Regions from separate parts of the Muntiacus reevesi genome. Here region 1 is linked to region 2. A link is a contact called in public Hi-C data. All regions are on one chromosome and are shown on one strand. The core of a region is the stretch at or near the end of the contact, and the rest is flanking DNA. Distances in the headings are between cores, read along the strand shown. Region 1 holds the start of RALA (RAS like proto-oncogene A). Region 2 holds the start of CDK13 (cyclin dependent kinase 13).

Evidence for each region. A called contact is a pair of places that touch in the nucleus more often than the background predicts.
Region 1: a contact with region 2 is called in a Hi-C map of muscle, with 4 times the contacts expected there. The contact joins the promoter of RALA here to the promoter of CDK13 in region 2. A contact is called at or near these places in 2 of 3 Hi-C or Micro-C datasets (blood and muscle).

Annotation. Positions count from the first base shown.
Region 1 is chr6:77,080,419-77,088,145 of mMunRee1.1, reverse strand. It overlaps RALA (RAS like proto-oncogene A), which reads left to right and starts at 6,443. Exons shown (of 5, transcript XM_065939134.1): 1 at 6,443-6,681.
Region 2 is chr6:76,899,521-76,907,360 of mMunRee1.1, reverse strand. It overlaps CDK13 (cyclin dependent kinase 13), which reads left to right and starts at 1,956. Exons shown (of 14, transcript XM_065938553.1): 1 at 1,956-3,312. The coding sequence starts at 2,099. It overlaps LOC136170327, which reads right to left and starts at 1,964. Exons shown (of 5, transcript XM_065938484.1): 1 at 1,720-1,964; 2 at 1,429-1,646; 3 at 954-1,129. The coding sequence starts at 1,964.

The sequences.
Region 1 (7,727 bases), core at 5,194-7,693, 180 kb before region 2:
TACCAGTAGGACTTTTATACTTGTCTTGACTGACCAGAGGTATATTTTCACAGACTGTCAAAATGTAATCAAGAGCTCTTTAAAATATCAAAATGGATTCATTTATTGGTGAGAAAAATGCACAATTTTACTTATAGTTAAAAAGTATAAAAACTTATTCAAGGTTGAAAGATTATGAAAGAAACCTGAAGAGAAGTAAGGACATTAAATAGAACCAAGCATATCTACTCCCTAATTCAAGGGAAATATTTCATTTCCAAGATCAATCCAAGCAGACAATGGCTTCTAAAAAATGAATACTTGATTTCACAATAGTAAAAATCAATTTTAGAGCTAATTCAGTGATAGGAGGACAGTATAAAATACATCATGCTGTGCTGTGCTTAGTCACTTAGTTGTGTCCGAGTCTTTGTAACCCCATGGACTGTATCCTGCCAGGCTCCTCTGTCCCTGAGGACTCTCCAGGCAAGAATACTAAAGTGGGTTGCCATGCCCTGCTCCAGGGGATCTTTCCAACCCAGGTCTCCTGCATTGCAGGTAGAATCTTTACCATCTGAGCCACCAGGGAAGCCCAAAATACATCATCCAATGCACTTTAACTGTAATTACATCTTAAATAAAAGAATATAAAAATACTACATAGCTGCAAATCCAAAACTTCATTTAATAAGTATTATTCCTAACATTTCTCTTAATGTATCAAAAAAGATGAAAAGAAGCAGTATAGAGATATTTTCAACTATACAAATTCAGGGCTTCCAAAATACACATGCAGAAAAGCCGAGGATGCCACTGTTATTTATACACCATTTTTTTCCAAATAGAAAATGTTTATATCTAATTCAATTTTACCTCATTAACCCTCAGCAAAGTAAATGCTCTAATTGGACAACAGCATTCATTTAACATTTAACCTACTCATTTAACATTTCACCTACATGTACTAGACATGTGCCAGATACTGTTCTAAGTACTCTACAGATATTAACTCATTTAATCCAAAAACCATGCAACAGAATATGGTAGAAAAAAAAATTTTCAACTGAATTGCTATTTTTTCCTTCACTTTTCCATCCCACCCCATCATACGTAGTCAGTGAAAGGACAGCAAAAGTCCAGTGAAAAGTGCTTAACTCAGATTCATAAAATTTGAGTCCATTTCTGGCTCTGTTTAGGGTTCTGGGTGACACTGGGTAAGTTAGTAAACCAGAACTTCCCAAACCTAACTGATTAGAATTTGAAGGAGGATGCTATGGCTATAAACAGAACTATTTCTATTTGTTATATATTTAAATTTATATAAATATACATATAAGGTTTTACCCAAGACTTACTTTGTTTAGAATGGGACTCAAGAATCAATCTGAATTTCCTTTAAAGCTATACATATCTTCAACTTATGATGGGGTTATAAATTATGGAGTTATAAAAAAAATGGGGTCAATAAATCCATCATAAATTGAAAATAACATAAGTCAAAAATCTAACCTATTGAACATCATAACTGAGCTTAGTCTACTTTAAATGTGCTCAGAACACTTACATTAGCCTACAGTTGGGAAAAATCAGCTAACATGAATACTTATTTTATAATAAATCTATTTTATAAATTTCATGTAATTTATTGACTACTGTAGTCAAGATGAAAAACCGAATTGTTGTCTGGGCACAGGATGGTTGGAGATAAAGCAGTTATTTACCCTTGTGTTCATGCGACTGACTGGAAGCTGCCTCATGAGAGAGAGTATTGTACCCATATGGCTAGCCCAGGAAAAGTTCAAACTTCGAAACTCCAAGTATGGTTTCCACTGAATATGTATTGTTTTCACACCATCATAAAATCAAGGACTGTCTGTACAGGTGGTTCTGAAGGTGAGCAGTCACACTTGGGAACCATTGATCTAGTGGTCTTAGACTTTAATCCCAAAAGAACAAGTGTAGAAATACGTGGTCCACAAAAGTGGAAATGAAGGGCAGGATTATAAAGTCTAAATGTCAGACCTCCATTCTTTATGCATTCTCACTAGTGGCCACAACATTAGGGCAGAAACATTAGAAATAGTATTATACAAGTGACTGTCATAGCACCTATGTAAACCTACCCCTTTAGGCCTAATGTCAGTACAAGTGATGCAGGAAACAGAGTCTCATAAACTAAAAAACAAAACAAAATTTTACCTAAATGTGCTGGAAATGGACACACACACCTAAAAGTTTCTAAGGTGATCATATATTTTTCCTTATTCAACTAATCATCAAAATATACTTTTTATTTTTATCCCTAAAATATTTCTATGTCTTACGCCTGACACCATGAAGATGAATAAAACAAAATGTCTGTCTTCAAGGTGGTAAAGACATCTCCATAAACATAAGAATAGCAGGTTAAGTTTTAAAAATTTAAGTTTGGCTGGATTTCTGAGATTCTAACAGGCAATCAATCATAAGCCAGAAATGCACATAACTGCCATATCAAGCTGGTAGCAATCTATGAAGTCCTAGAAAGAAGGCTAATTTGAGAGTCTCAGGATAAGAGATTGAGTTTGACTTGGCTACTTGACAATTTGTAGCAAGTCTTACAGCCCTTAGACAAATTTTCAAACCCTCTGAGCCTGTTTTTTTTTTTAACAATGCATGTCTTACAAAATTGTTATGAAAACAAAATCAAATACAAATATTAATATGCCATGGGTATTACAGACAATATTTACAACGCTACTAATAATAAAACATGTATTTTGAATTCTTTTTCCACCAACAGGGATAAACTGCTAGTAACCAACTACTTTCTCACCTTACTCCCAATACATCTAGGAGGGTTTTATTATTACTATATGTATATCTATTGTTCATTAATATATTTTTTATAAATTGATATATAAGCAGGTATCTAAAAATAAACATGCACATTATATAGCCATGAATATATTTAAATTTATGTTTATATACACATACACCTTTCAAAAGAGAAATACTGAAGGCAGCAATCTAAGAGGCAAAATTTCATCTCCTTTGGGGATAGATGCTGGACAAGAACTCAGAGGACTATGTATTATATATTTTTGATTAAACAATGATGAAAATGACAGATTTACAGGAATGCACTTACCTTCATACCTCATACATGTAACTACATGTAAATTACTATTCTATGGGGATGTGAGTAATGCTTTAATAGAAAATTCCAGTTAAATGACTGCAGTAAACTGATTGTTAATTCTAAAACATGATTCTGACAAAAGCATACATACCTTATACTTCTCCCAAAAGCATAATTAGCTACAAGCAAATGTAAGAATTATAGTTACTAAAACTTCTTATCTTTTTTCCTCATATATAAGGTAGGTTTATAAACAAGAAAAATTAAATTAACAAGTCAAGAAGAAATCCAAGTATATTTTAACACAGAATCCTGCATGTTCTTTGAGTTGTCCAGGCAGCAGATTTCGGAATGCTCATGCATTCTACTGGATTTTAGTGCTGATTATTAATAACATATACTTACCATTATGCCCTTTCATCCAAGTACCTCAAAGAGCTTTTAAAGCAATATATAATATGTCATTTCTTGTAATATCTCTGAGAGGCAGACTGGTAGAAAGTTATTATTAACTCTATTTTATAGTCAAAGAAACTAGGGCACTGAGAGGTTAAATGACTTTGCTGGGGTCATATGGTGAAAAGAACTTTGGACCTCAAGATCATTGTTCTCATTTCGAGTTCAGTATATTATCCATTACATGGTTGTTTACTACACCTAAATGTAATCCTATTCCAGGAAAATTGAGAATAATGTATTTGAATAATCTAAAAACTAAAGGTGAGAGTTTATTTTTTTGTGTATTTAAAAAATGCTGGTATGCAGGAATATATTATAACTAATAATTAGTCTTTGGTTTGTTGCTGTAGCTACTATTTATAGGGCTTTTGCTACATGTGACTTTCTGAAGCCTCTGCTCAAAAATGATCCATTCTGACTGTTTAAAGGTAGGTTAGCATAGCTGTAAACAACCAAGAAGCAGCTGAGACAGGCTCACTAATTAACTTGAAGTTATCTTTCATTGTGTTTGCATTGTTCACTCTTCTGAAAGTCATCATCCTTCTAGTTCTCCATTCAACAGGTATCCGTGCAGTCTACCATCCTCAATCCTCCATCTATGGCCAGTTTAACTAATGCCTTGTCAATTATTAAATTTTTAAAATTTAATTAAAGTAACAAAGATAGGGAAATGGATTTCCCTGACAGTTCAGTGGTTAAGACTCTGTACTACTAAAGCAGAGGACATAGGTTTGATCCCTAGTCAGGGAACTATGATCCCCGATGGTGTACCATGGGGCCAAGTAAATAAATACTCATCTGCTTTTAATAAAATCAAAAAAAGACTCTTAAAAAATATTATGCTATACTAGTTATAATTGTCATATTCAGCTTTTGCAAGCCTAAGTTTTATAGGCTTCCCAGATGGTTCAGTGCTAAAGAATCTGCCTGCAATGCAGGAGACACAGGAGATGTGGGTTAGATCCCGGGTCAGAAAGACCCACTCCAATAGTCTTGCCTGGAGACTCCCACTGACAGAGGAGCCTGGTGGGCTACAGTTCGTGGGATCGATCACAAAGAGTCACGGCTGAAGTGACTTAGCACAAGCCTAACTTTTATTGTCCTTGGAAGATCATTATGTATCACCACATGGGGATTTTTTTTAATGTAATACTTCACCATTTTTCCCAAGAAAAAGTAGGAAGAAAGGAGAAGTGGTTTTAAATCTGTGCTCAATGAAGCAAGACTGCACAGTTGGCTTGAATGTGGTAATACAAGCCTGTGGTGTTTGTTACTTCATACCACATCCTACCCAGAGCTCTAGATATATAGATAGGAACTGCCATTAGACAGCACCATCCACACTTAAAATCCACCAGGTCCAAAATGGCAGTTATTTTCTACACCCCACCCCATCCCAATCCTTCCCTATTTGTAAAATACACCTTTATCCTCCCCCCAAAAGCAGGACAAGACATAATTACAGCCATTTCCATTTCCATTCTTTTACCCAGCAAGCACCTGCCCCCCACGAATCAATTGTCATAACCAGTTCATTTGTCATTCTGTACTTTAGGAATTCATCTTTGGTTGTTCACTGCCACTCACATTATGATTCTTTTCTCTTGATTTCTATAATGGCCCCTGGTCTACAAGCTCTCTGCTTGCCCTGCTCCTCCCCTCAGCTAATCTATCCCCCACCAATTTAAATTGTATTATCAATCTGTCCAAGGCCATTCCTCTATTCATTGCCTCAGCACAGCATAAGACGGTTCATGTTTGGCTCCTGTCTGCTACTTCAGGTTCATCTTTTTCAGCAGCCCAGGCTTGAACTTTTAAGTCCTGTAATTACTACTCAGACTTTTCAATACTATTTGTTCCTTTGCTGCAGTCCTTTTTTGTCAGGATCTGGATTTGCCACCCCACCCCTTTTTGGTGCTGTAAAATCCCCCTTAAAAGCTTAAAGCAGTTTCAGTAAACTCATCCGTTCTTTTCTCTCTATACCTTGATATACTACACTTCCAACCATAGTTACTTGTTTTCATTAGAGTGGGCATCCTTTGAATGGACTGTGTCAAGAGCCGAGTTGATACTCAGTTGGAGGGTGGGGAGGCTGGAGGAGAAGGGAGTTAAGTATCAAGAGACAAGACTGTAGCTGCTAACGGGTATTAGTCTAACGCTCTTACTTCGAACCTGTGGATGGATTAAATAAAGCAAACGATTTAGTGGAACTACTTCCAATTTAGGTTCCCAAATTACACGATGGGGCTGCGGGTTGATCTCAATGCCACACCATACATCAGAGCCGCACTGTCGTAGGAGGCTCGGGAATCCTCAGCAAAGGATCCGACTATCCACCGATGCCAATTCTTTAGGGATCAGCAGGAGGATAAGAGGCCCAGGGCGGCCACCAGACCTTCCAGCCAGGGCAGGCGACTGACTCATCTCCCGGGATTCGGCCCGCGACGACCCACGTCGCCGGCTCCACTCGGGAAACCCCGGTCACAGAAAAGTTGCCTCCACCCTAGGACGCCTCGGGAGAAGGGGCTGCCCTCTAGAAGCAAGATGGCGGCCTTCGCTCTCCCCCCTCCTTCCAAAAACCCCCTCCTGGTCCCCAGAAGAGAGACAAGGACGTCGTGGCGCCGAGATCCGGGAAACTCTGCGAGGCCCGCGGCCACTCCCGGGCCCCCGGGAGGTGACTTCACCTCGCTGGCGCAGACAGCCGGGGGTGGAGCCGCCCTAAAGGCCGTGAAGCCCGCCTTCAACACTCACAGAGTGGACAGGGGAGAGCCCGCGCCCTCCGGCCATTGTTCTCCAGACCCGGCCCCCCACCCTCCTCTCCGCTCGCAGACAGGAAGTTGCTTCCCAGCCGGCCCCGCCCCACTCCCCAGCGCCCCGGAAGTGATCGGCGGCAGCTGCTGCAGAGCGGCCAGGAGGAGGGTGGATCTCCCGAGAGCCGAGCGCCCGGAGTCCTCCTCCACCTCCTCCTGCCGCCCAGGCTCCACCGCCGCCTGTCGGACTCCTCCTTTTGCCGCTCCCGGCGCGGAGCCTCCTAGGCTACAAGAGCGGGGCAATATCCGGGTGGAGCCAGCTCAGCCGCGGCTTCCGGAGCCCACGGGGCGGCTGACCGGCTTGCGGTGCAGGTGAGCGGTGCCCACCAGGGCCGACCCGGGAAGGATTGGGGCCGCCCGGGCGGCGGCGGGGGTGTGTCTGGGCGGCGGCGATCCGAGGCCCAGGCGCAGGGCCCGGACGCCGAGATTGCACCTCCCGCGTTCTGCCCGGGAACCAGCTGCGGGACGAGCCCGAGCTGGAATCCGGGGCGCCGTGTTCGCTGCTGTGCGGGCTAGTGCACTTCCCGAGAGAGGGCGGTTGCGGCGGGGTCCCCCGAGCCCGGCACCCCGTTGAGTTGGCCTCGTCGGAAGGTCACCCTGTATCTCTGGCCCGCCGCGCCGAGGTCCCCGCCTGGGCGGTGCCCGCGACCTGGGGGACCCGTCGCCGCAGTCCCCGCGCCTCACTCCGCCCCTCTCCCCTCCTTCTCTTTCTTCCTCTCCTTGTCTGTTTGCGGGCAGTTGCTTTTTAAACATCACTGGTGGGGTTTTGTGCCAGTTAAAGGAATGGGTTTTACAGGTTGAAGTCATTAGATGGTCCGCACTGAACTAAATAACTGGTCCTGTGCTCCTGTACAGGTTTAGCCAATAGTCCAGAATCAAACCTCTGAAACGAGGACGCGATAAGGGTGTTTTGAGCAAGGGGGTGTTTCCTCGGTGGTTCGTTCTAAAGGTTTTCCAAAAGTGAAAGATGTGATATGTGTGCTCCAGGCTGGGTATCTGTGTGTAAGTGGGCGGAGGTGACGGCGCAGAGAGGTGGCAGTGTTGTTTCAAGGTTTAGGGAGAATCAGGGAGTTGACTGGCCTTTTCTCGGGAACCTGAATGTCCAGACTTGTGAGAGCTCATCCAAGTGTCATTGACGTTGTTTGAGAACTCCGGGACCACGCCCTACCTGTGAAGCTAAAAAGCACCTAATTTACGAATTGTGTCGGGAGGGGGAGGCGGGGAGAGGATCGTTATAAAATATGTGTCATGAGTTAATTCTTGTCCTGGAAATAAATTCCGATTTTAATCATGCTCCACATATTGAATAACACATTTCATTAGTAAATTCATTTCCACCGAAGGAAAGGTATTCCTCT
Region 2 (7,840 bases), core at 707-3,206:
AAGGGGTGACTACATGTGGCCACAACACAGTACTCAGCTTTTCTTTGCAACTATAATAAAAGCCAGTAAGATATAGCACAGGGAACTCTACTCAATACTTTGTAAACACCTATGTGGAAAAAGAATTCTTAAAAAGAATGGATATATGTATACCGGATTCACTTTGCTATACACCATTAACTATCACAACAGTTTGAATCAACTGTATACGTCAATTAAAAAAACCCAAAAAACAGTAAGTCATTTAAGTTTTAATCTCATTGTCTTAAGTGCCCAGGACATAACTGAAAGACAAGGCTGGTAATGCAAAAAGTGAGACCTGAGATCACTAAATGGTTATGTTCTGCAGACCCACAGATTTAGATAGTTAAGGTGAAAGAGGGTGAAGTGACAAGATGACAATTCTCATTTGAGCAAGGTGTTTTGACTTCAAGGCCGTTGGTAATAATTCTGAGACCCTCGTGACGTTTCATTATTCCTCTTATTTGTTATTTTAACTTCAGCACTGGAATGAAAACTCCAGACTCTGATTTACAACTGTTTTTATGTTAACACGGGGCCTGGAACTTGGGAGTACATGACATAGTTTAAGCTAATGCCACCTCCACCCTCTTTTGCAGGGCGCCCTCTCTTCCCTTCTCGCAGCTGTTCCAACTCCCGGGCTTGGCTGAGGGTAGACGACGGGGTGGCTACCCGGCCCAAAAAGCCATTAAGGGCGTATTCCTGAGTCTTCAGATTCTCGCTCTCGCCATGACCTTTCAACAGGCAGGCGGTACGGCGCCTGCGGTGATCCGGAGCCGGCAGCGCGCGTTGGATGCAAGCAACAGGCACGACCAACGTGCCATTACTGCGATTCTCCAGCGACAGCAGTGGGCGGCACATGAATCTTCTTTCTTTAACCCTTCTTCACACAGAGGCCCACCCTCACCGGACGTGAAGCTGTCTCTACTTACGTCACTTCCGGCCCGGAGCCAGCCGCTTGGCGGAAGCGAGCACGTCCGTGCGCGGTAACTTTGTTCCCGCCTCCTTTGCCCCTGACACCAGTCACCTTCGGCTTTCTCGGAGCGCGACATGCGTGCGCGCCCCCGGCCTTGCGTCAGGGCCGAGGGGAAAGGCCGAAAGAGCGAGGCTAGAAGGAGGGGTTGCGGAGGTTAGGGCCCAACCAGCAAGTCCCGTCGTCCTCCCTCCTCCTGACGAAGAGCGGAGAGGGAAGGGGAGGAGCGAGCCGGGCCGGCCGCGCACTCCAGGAGCCTCCTCGTGGAGGGGGGGAGCGAAGGGAAAGGGCAGCACCGCCACCGCTGCTCGCGGCGGCGGAGGAAGAAGAAAGTCAGGGCCCCTACCCACCGCCTCAGACTCAGAAACGCCCCCCCCGCCCCCATCTCCCCGGAAACAGCCCCCCGCCCAGCCCCGCACACTCGCTGCCCCAACCGTGAGCCGCAGCCGGGTCGCCCCCGCCTCGCCCCGCCCCGCCGACCGTCCCTGCGGGCCGCAGAGTGCGCGAGGCCTTAGGCCGGGAGTTGTTGTCAGGCCCAGGCCACTTCCTAGGCGCCCGTCGTGTGTCGCCGCCACTACAGGAGGACGACGTCGACGCTGAGGAGGAGGAGGAGGCGGCGGAGGCGTGTTGTTGTCTCGCCCACTCCCCTCCCCTGAACTCGCACCCAACGTCAGGGCGCGATGAAGTGAAGCGGCGACGAAGGTGGTACTTCCGCGTTGCGCTACCGGAGCCGAGAGCGCAGCCGAGGCCGCTCCCCCCACCCCTGGGGGGCACTTGGAGGACTCCGGACTCCCCCGCAGGTCAGCGCCCGGCGCATCTGGTGTTTTTGCGGCTGAAGCCAGGACGACGAGAGCGATCGGGAGCTCCTCCGCCCGGAGTCCGGCTGCCCTCGGGCCCGGAGGCCGCTACGTACCCCACTGTGACCTGGAACCCAGGGACCCAAGTCCCGATCCGGATTATCGTGGCGCATCTCCCGGACGGCCCTGGTGCTCGGTGTCCCTCCGCCGTTGCTGCCGCCGTTCCCGTTTCCGGCGGGGGAGATGGCCAGGATCTGACCCGGGAGGAGGCCGCACCCGCGCCGCGCTCTGCGGCGGGCTCTAGGCGATGCCGAGCAGCTCGGACACGGCGCTGGGGGGAGGCGGGGGCTTGAGCTGGGCGGAGAAGAAGTTGGAGGAACGCCGCAAACGGAGGCGATTCCTGTCCCCTCAGCAGCCGCCGCTGCTGTTGCCGCTCCTGCAGCCGCAGCTCCTGCAACCGCCGCCGCCCCCGCCGCCTCTGCTCTTCCTGGCTGCTCCCGGCACGGCCGCCGCCGCAGCCGCCGCCGCCGCGGCCTCCTCCTCTTGCTTCAGCCCGGGCCCCCCTCTGGAGGTCAAGCGGCTGGCGAGAGGCAAGAGGCGCGCAGGAGGGCGGCAGAAGCGGCGCCGCGGACCCCGCGCCGGGCAGGAGGCGGAGAAGCGTCGGGTCTTCTCGCTGCCCCAGCCGCAGCAGGACGGCGGTGGCGGTGCTAGTAGCGGCGGGGGTGTGACCCCGCTGGTGGAGTACGAGGATGTAAGCTCCCAGTCCGAGCAGGGGCTGCTGCTGGGGGGGGCCAGCGCGGCAACGGCGGCGACGGCTGCCGGGGGAACGGGGGGCAGCGGCGGGAGTCCGGCCTCCTCCTCCGGCACCCAGCGTCGCGGGGAGGGGTCGGAGCGCAGGCCCCGCCGGGACCGCCGCAGCAGCAGCGGCCGCAGCAAAGATCGCCACCGCGAGCACCGACGGCGGGACGGGCAGCGCGGCGGCGGCGAGGCCTCCAAGTCCCGCAGCCGCCACGGCCACGGCGGCGAGGAGCGGGCCGAGGCCGCCAAGAGCGGCAGCAGCAGCAGCAGCGGCGGCCGGCGGAAAAGCGCCTCGGCAACGTCCAGCAGCAGCAGCAGCCGTAAGGACCGAGACCCGAAGGCCCATCGGAGCCGGACTAAATCGTCCAAAGAACCGCCTTCGGCCTATAAGGAGCCGCCCAAGGCCTATCGGGAGGACAAGACCGAGCCCAAGGCCTACAGGCGGCGGCAGCGGTCCCTGAGCCCGCTGGGAGGCCGGGACGACAGCCCGGTGTCCCACCGGGCCTCGCAGAGCCTGCGGAGCCGCAAGTCTCCCAGTCCGGCGGGAGGTGGCAGCAGCCCCTACTCGCGGCGGCTGGCCCGCTCCCCGAGCCCCTACAGCCGCCGCCGCTCCCCCAGCTACAGCCGCCACAGTTCCTACGAGCGCGGCGGCGACGTGTCCCCCAGCCCCTACAGCAGCAGCAGCTGGCGCCGCTCCCGGAGCCCCTACAGCCCGGTGATCAGGTGAGTTCGGCGTCCCGAGCGTCCGTCACGGGCTGGGCCGGCCAGAGCCCGGAGGCTGGGCTGGAGGTGATGAGACTTCGCAAAATTCGGGTCCGCGGGCGGGGCGAGAAACCCCACCTCGATCGGGGCTTCCGGTGGGGAGGGGCGCTTTCGCGCGCCCGGGACCCCTGTCGGGGCGTTTGGAGGGGACAAAGCGACAGGTCCAGCAGACTCTCCTCGCCCTGGAAAGGAAGGGTTCTGGGGAAGAGTTCAAAGTTTTAAACTTGTTGCATTGATATATTAACAGGTTTCTCTAAACTGCTCTTAGCTTTTCCCAGCCCAGTTGCTTTGGTTACCCAACCGAGAGGTGGTTGGATTTGTCACAATTTGAAAGCTTTCAGAAGAGGTTTCATTGCTGGAGACGTAGAACTGGGTTGCGGCTTAGGGAGTAAATATTGGAGAGTGGGCACCAGGTGCTGATGTCAAAGTTAGGTGTGGGTTGCGTATGTTGCATATGAGGAGTACAGCGGTGGGAGAAGCAGCCTTTCTGTAAAGTTCGTTGTTTCAGTATGTGAAACAGCTGAAGTGAAGTCTCATGGTTATAAATTTTGAAGATGCTTCTTTTATATTCTTGTGTGAAATATTTTTTTCACCTGACCTTCCAGTCTTGGTTTTAGAAAGAAAAAAATGACGAGATTGTAGTTTCATTGTTTGTTTGTGTGACACTCAGTTGCTGATAACGTCATTTAAATACAGTCTAGTTGCTGTGATCCAGCATAGTGACCGAGTAAATGACTTAGTACTGAACGTTTCTTACACTATTACACTATCTGCTATTTAAATTATTTACATTAAAGTTAACTAGACCTTTGAGTATCAGGATTTTTGATCAAGTATCATTGAAAAGTATAATTTGATCTAGTGAAATTGGAGTAATTCTTTTATGCATCTGTTATGCCTTACCTGTTATGTAATACTATTTTCCAAAAAAAGTGTGTGCCTTGATATAAATTTATATCTTTTGAGTAAAATAAATTGAAAGTAACTTTTGAGGATATTTCATGTTCTTAAATTCCCTTAGATGTGTAGGAATTCTAGACTTTAGGGTATTAGAAAATGTTTGTCGGTTTTTTTTTTTCTATTGGTCTTTTCAATAATGCCAAGCAGCTGCTGAGCGTGGTTATGTTGAATACAATATGTGTACCTGTAAAATTAGATCTTCTTGAAGCGTCAGCCTAGTGTTTGTAAAGATGTGATTCCAGCAGAGATTTGTGTTTGCCTTTAAACCAAAACAGCTGTATAAATCTCCTCATTCTTGCAGGGTTGCAGTACTCTTAATGGTGCTAGTTGATGTGTTAAGCAGAGAATATCAAGATTGAACACTCAATTTCACCATATCTAGCTTCTATATCTTGTATGAGTTTATATTTTACTTTAAATGAAATAGGTTTGCCAAAATGTTTGTATTTTTTGCAGGTAAATTTGTTTTTTACTGATTAGGTCTAAGTTTCAGTGCTTTAGATAGATAGTAAGTGTATGATGCAAGTTTAAGAATGAATTTTGTGTTTGTCAGTCTTTTCAGTTGCTAGGTACTTCAGTGAGGTCCTTTATTATCTAATAGTGCTGTGTATTTTCTGTTTATTACAGAGCTGCGTTATGTGTGGTTAGGGGTATTATTTTACATTTAGCAAGTATTTATTGAGCATGTATTATATGCCAGATAACTGTTTTAGGGACTTAAATATAGCAGTGAAGAAAGACAAAGTCCTTCCCTTTATAAGCCTGGCATTCTAGAGGGTCATTCATACAGAATTTTTTCATGGTGTCTGTACTGATCACCCATGTTTATAAATGGTTGGATTTCGAAGAAGCTTTAGAATAGATTGGCCAACATTCCTGACAGCTAGCCTTTTGACTGTGTGCATGTATACATCTAATAGAGGTGGGAAGATGTTATATTACTTTGCGACAGCCTATTCTGTTAGATTTGGAACTTCTACTGCTGGTTTGTCCAGTTTCTTAGCAAGTCCCTGGGAGATTTCATTTCCTAAACTTTTAACAGGGAAATACTTGTTTTTTTGGATTATTTCAAGGATTAAATGAAAAATTTGTGTTTTGTTTGTATTTAAAATTGGTAAATTTTGCTGTATTTGTTACATCTCAATAAAACTGATATCTTTAAAGGGAAAAAATTTGTGTTTTGTGAAATATAGAAATATTATAGACTATTACAGAAACATAGCATTGTAGAATATTTATTGAATAGCTTGAATTGCTGGAGTTTTTCATATTGAAACCAGAAATCTGCCTCCACATAACTTCTGCTCAGTGCTTTGAGTTTAGCTTTTTGGAATAGTTCAGAGCAAACATGTATGCTGTCTCTTCAAAATGTAGACAGTTGTGTCTTCTGAGTCTTTTTGTCTGGCTCAAAAACCTAATTTTTCATACAGTTTTTAGATTTCACATTGTATTATGCCTAGTTTGTCAAATGTTCTACTTGAAAATAGAACTCAATGTATAGTTAAAATAGTTGATTGAAAAACTTGATTTTTAAATATAACAAATGTGTTGTTACTGTTTTGGAACAACTAATTGATCTCTCTTGTTCATGTTAATGCAGAAAGTTTTAAGTAATTATGGTAGATGGCCCACATTGTTTAATGAATAGACTGTTGGATTGTGAGCTCCATGAAGGCAATTAGCCTGTCTTGCCTACCATTGTGTTCCTAGTGCTCAGCATAATATCTGGCACCAGTAGACTTACTAATTGTTAAATGGGGACAGAAAGGGATGATGGAGTTTACTGAGCATATGAAATACTGTGGACCTGGATACTAAAGAGTTTAATAGCAACTGTGTGTTTTGCTATAGGAAATAGCAGAGTGATATTTTGTAGCACTCAGGGAGCTTATATAATAATGAATTGTCAGTGTAGATATTTTAAGGAAATGCATGCATGTTTAAAATGGTATTGAAACCATGAAAGTTTTTCTATGTATTCCTAGAATAAATGCTCTATTCCATTGACTTCTACTTCATGACTTCTACTTCCATTGACAACCTGCTCTTTGCCTCCATCTGAATCTTTAGCCCCCTGCTGCTCATGCTTTTCATAAAGTCCTTTTTTTACTTTTTTCTCTTTTAAAACCAGGTTACCATATTTTCTTTGCTAGTTGACAGTTGGGGTGGTAGAAGTCACATAATTCTGCTGATTGGCCTTACAATAAATGTGCAAGTGAACTGAAGAGGGGCTGTGTGGAATGAGAGAGAGTGGTACTGACATTTAGATTTTACTGAGTGCCAAGCATTGACCGATACTTAACATACATTCACCTGCAAAGTCATATTGTGGTTGGAACATTCTTTTTGATAGACTGGGAAATGGAACCTCTAAAAAGTTAAGTGATTTGTTCCAAGGTCAGCTTGAATTCAAATGCTGAGCTGATCCTCAAGTATAAACTCTTGATAGATATTGTGCTGTAGGGGTTCAGGGGAGCTGACCACCTCACTTGGTGATCTGCTTTGCTAAAATTTATCCCGTTTGGTTACTTGTGTGTTAATTTCTGTTTTCTGACCATCTCTGCAGCATTTTGAAGATTTAAAAAATTTTTCAAAAAACCCCAAATTCTTCTAAAGGTCCTTTCAGGTCATTTTGTCTTTTAATTTGTAGGTTTTATGAATAGGAGGCTAAAAACATTTCTTGGAGGCACTGGTAATATTTAGTTATTGCAATGGCATGTCTTGATCTGAAGTCACTCAAGTCAGACCAGTTGCTATCAGTACAATAAATTGCTATATGTAACTGATTCCTTTTCAGAACCTGTGGAAGTTCTTTTCCACCAAGAAGCAGCAGAATCCTCAATTATGGAATAATGAGACCCTGAGGATCTAAAGACAGGCATAAATTTAAATGAATTTATTAGTATTCACTTGCATATGTTGTAGGCTACCTCTGTTGTAGATTATTTAGTGTTTTGTCCTAAAAACCAATGCTCAGGAATAAATGAAGACATTCCAGGATTTTTAAAACACTATTACTCATAAAATACTAATTTGATATGTACTTACTAGAAATGTCATGAATATCCATAGATGAATTGAGTTCTTAAAATGCTTTTCAAAAGTGTTAAAAAGATAGGTTAGTTGAATAAATGCAGAAACACTCAGAAGGGGTGGAAATTCAGGTGAACTGTCTAAAATCTCTAAACCAGTAATCACCCCTTTCATTCCCAAGATGGCCTTATGTTTTGCTACTTCTCTGACCAAACCTTACCTGACATTTACATCTACTCATTCTGTATCACATTTTTGTTTTAACACTGATACTCAGGCCCTCATTTGTGATCAGACTTCCTGTTATTCTTTTCTTTCCTGTTCATCCATTCTTTTCTTCCCAGTTAATTCTTTATCCCGGAGAGTTTTCTGAAAATTTTGGTTAGGTTGTGTCACTTCCATTAATTAACTCCACATTTTCCTAGTGCATTGTCAGGTATGGCCTTTTATTATCTGGCCCTATTCTATCAGAGTTCTACTTTTAGAGGCACTTCTA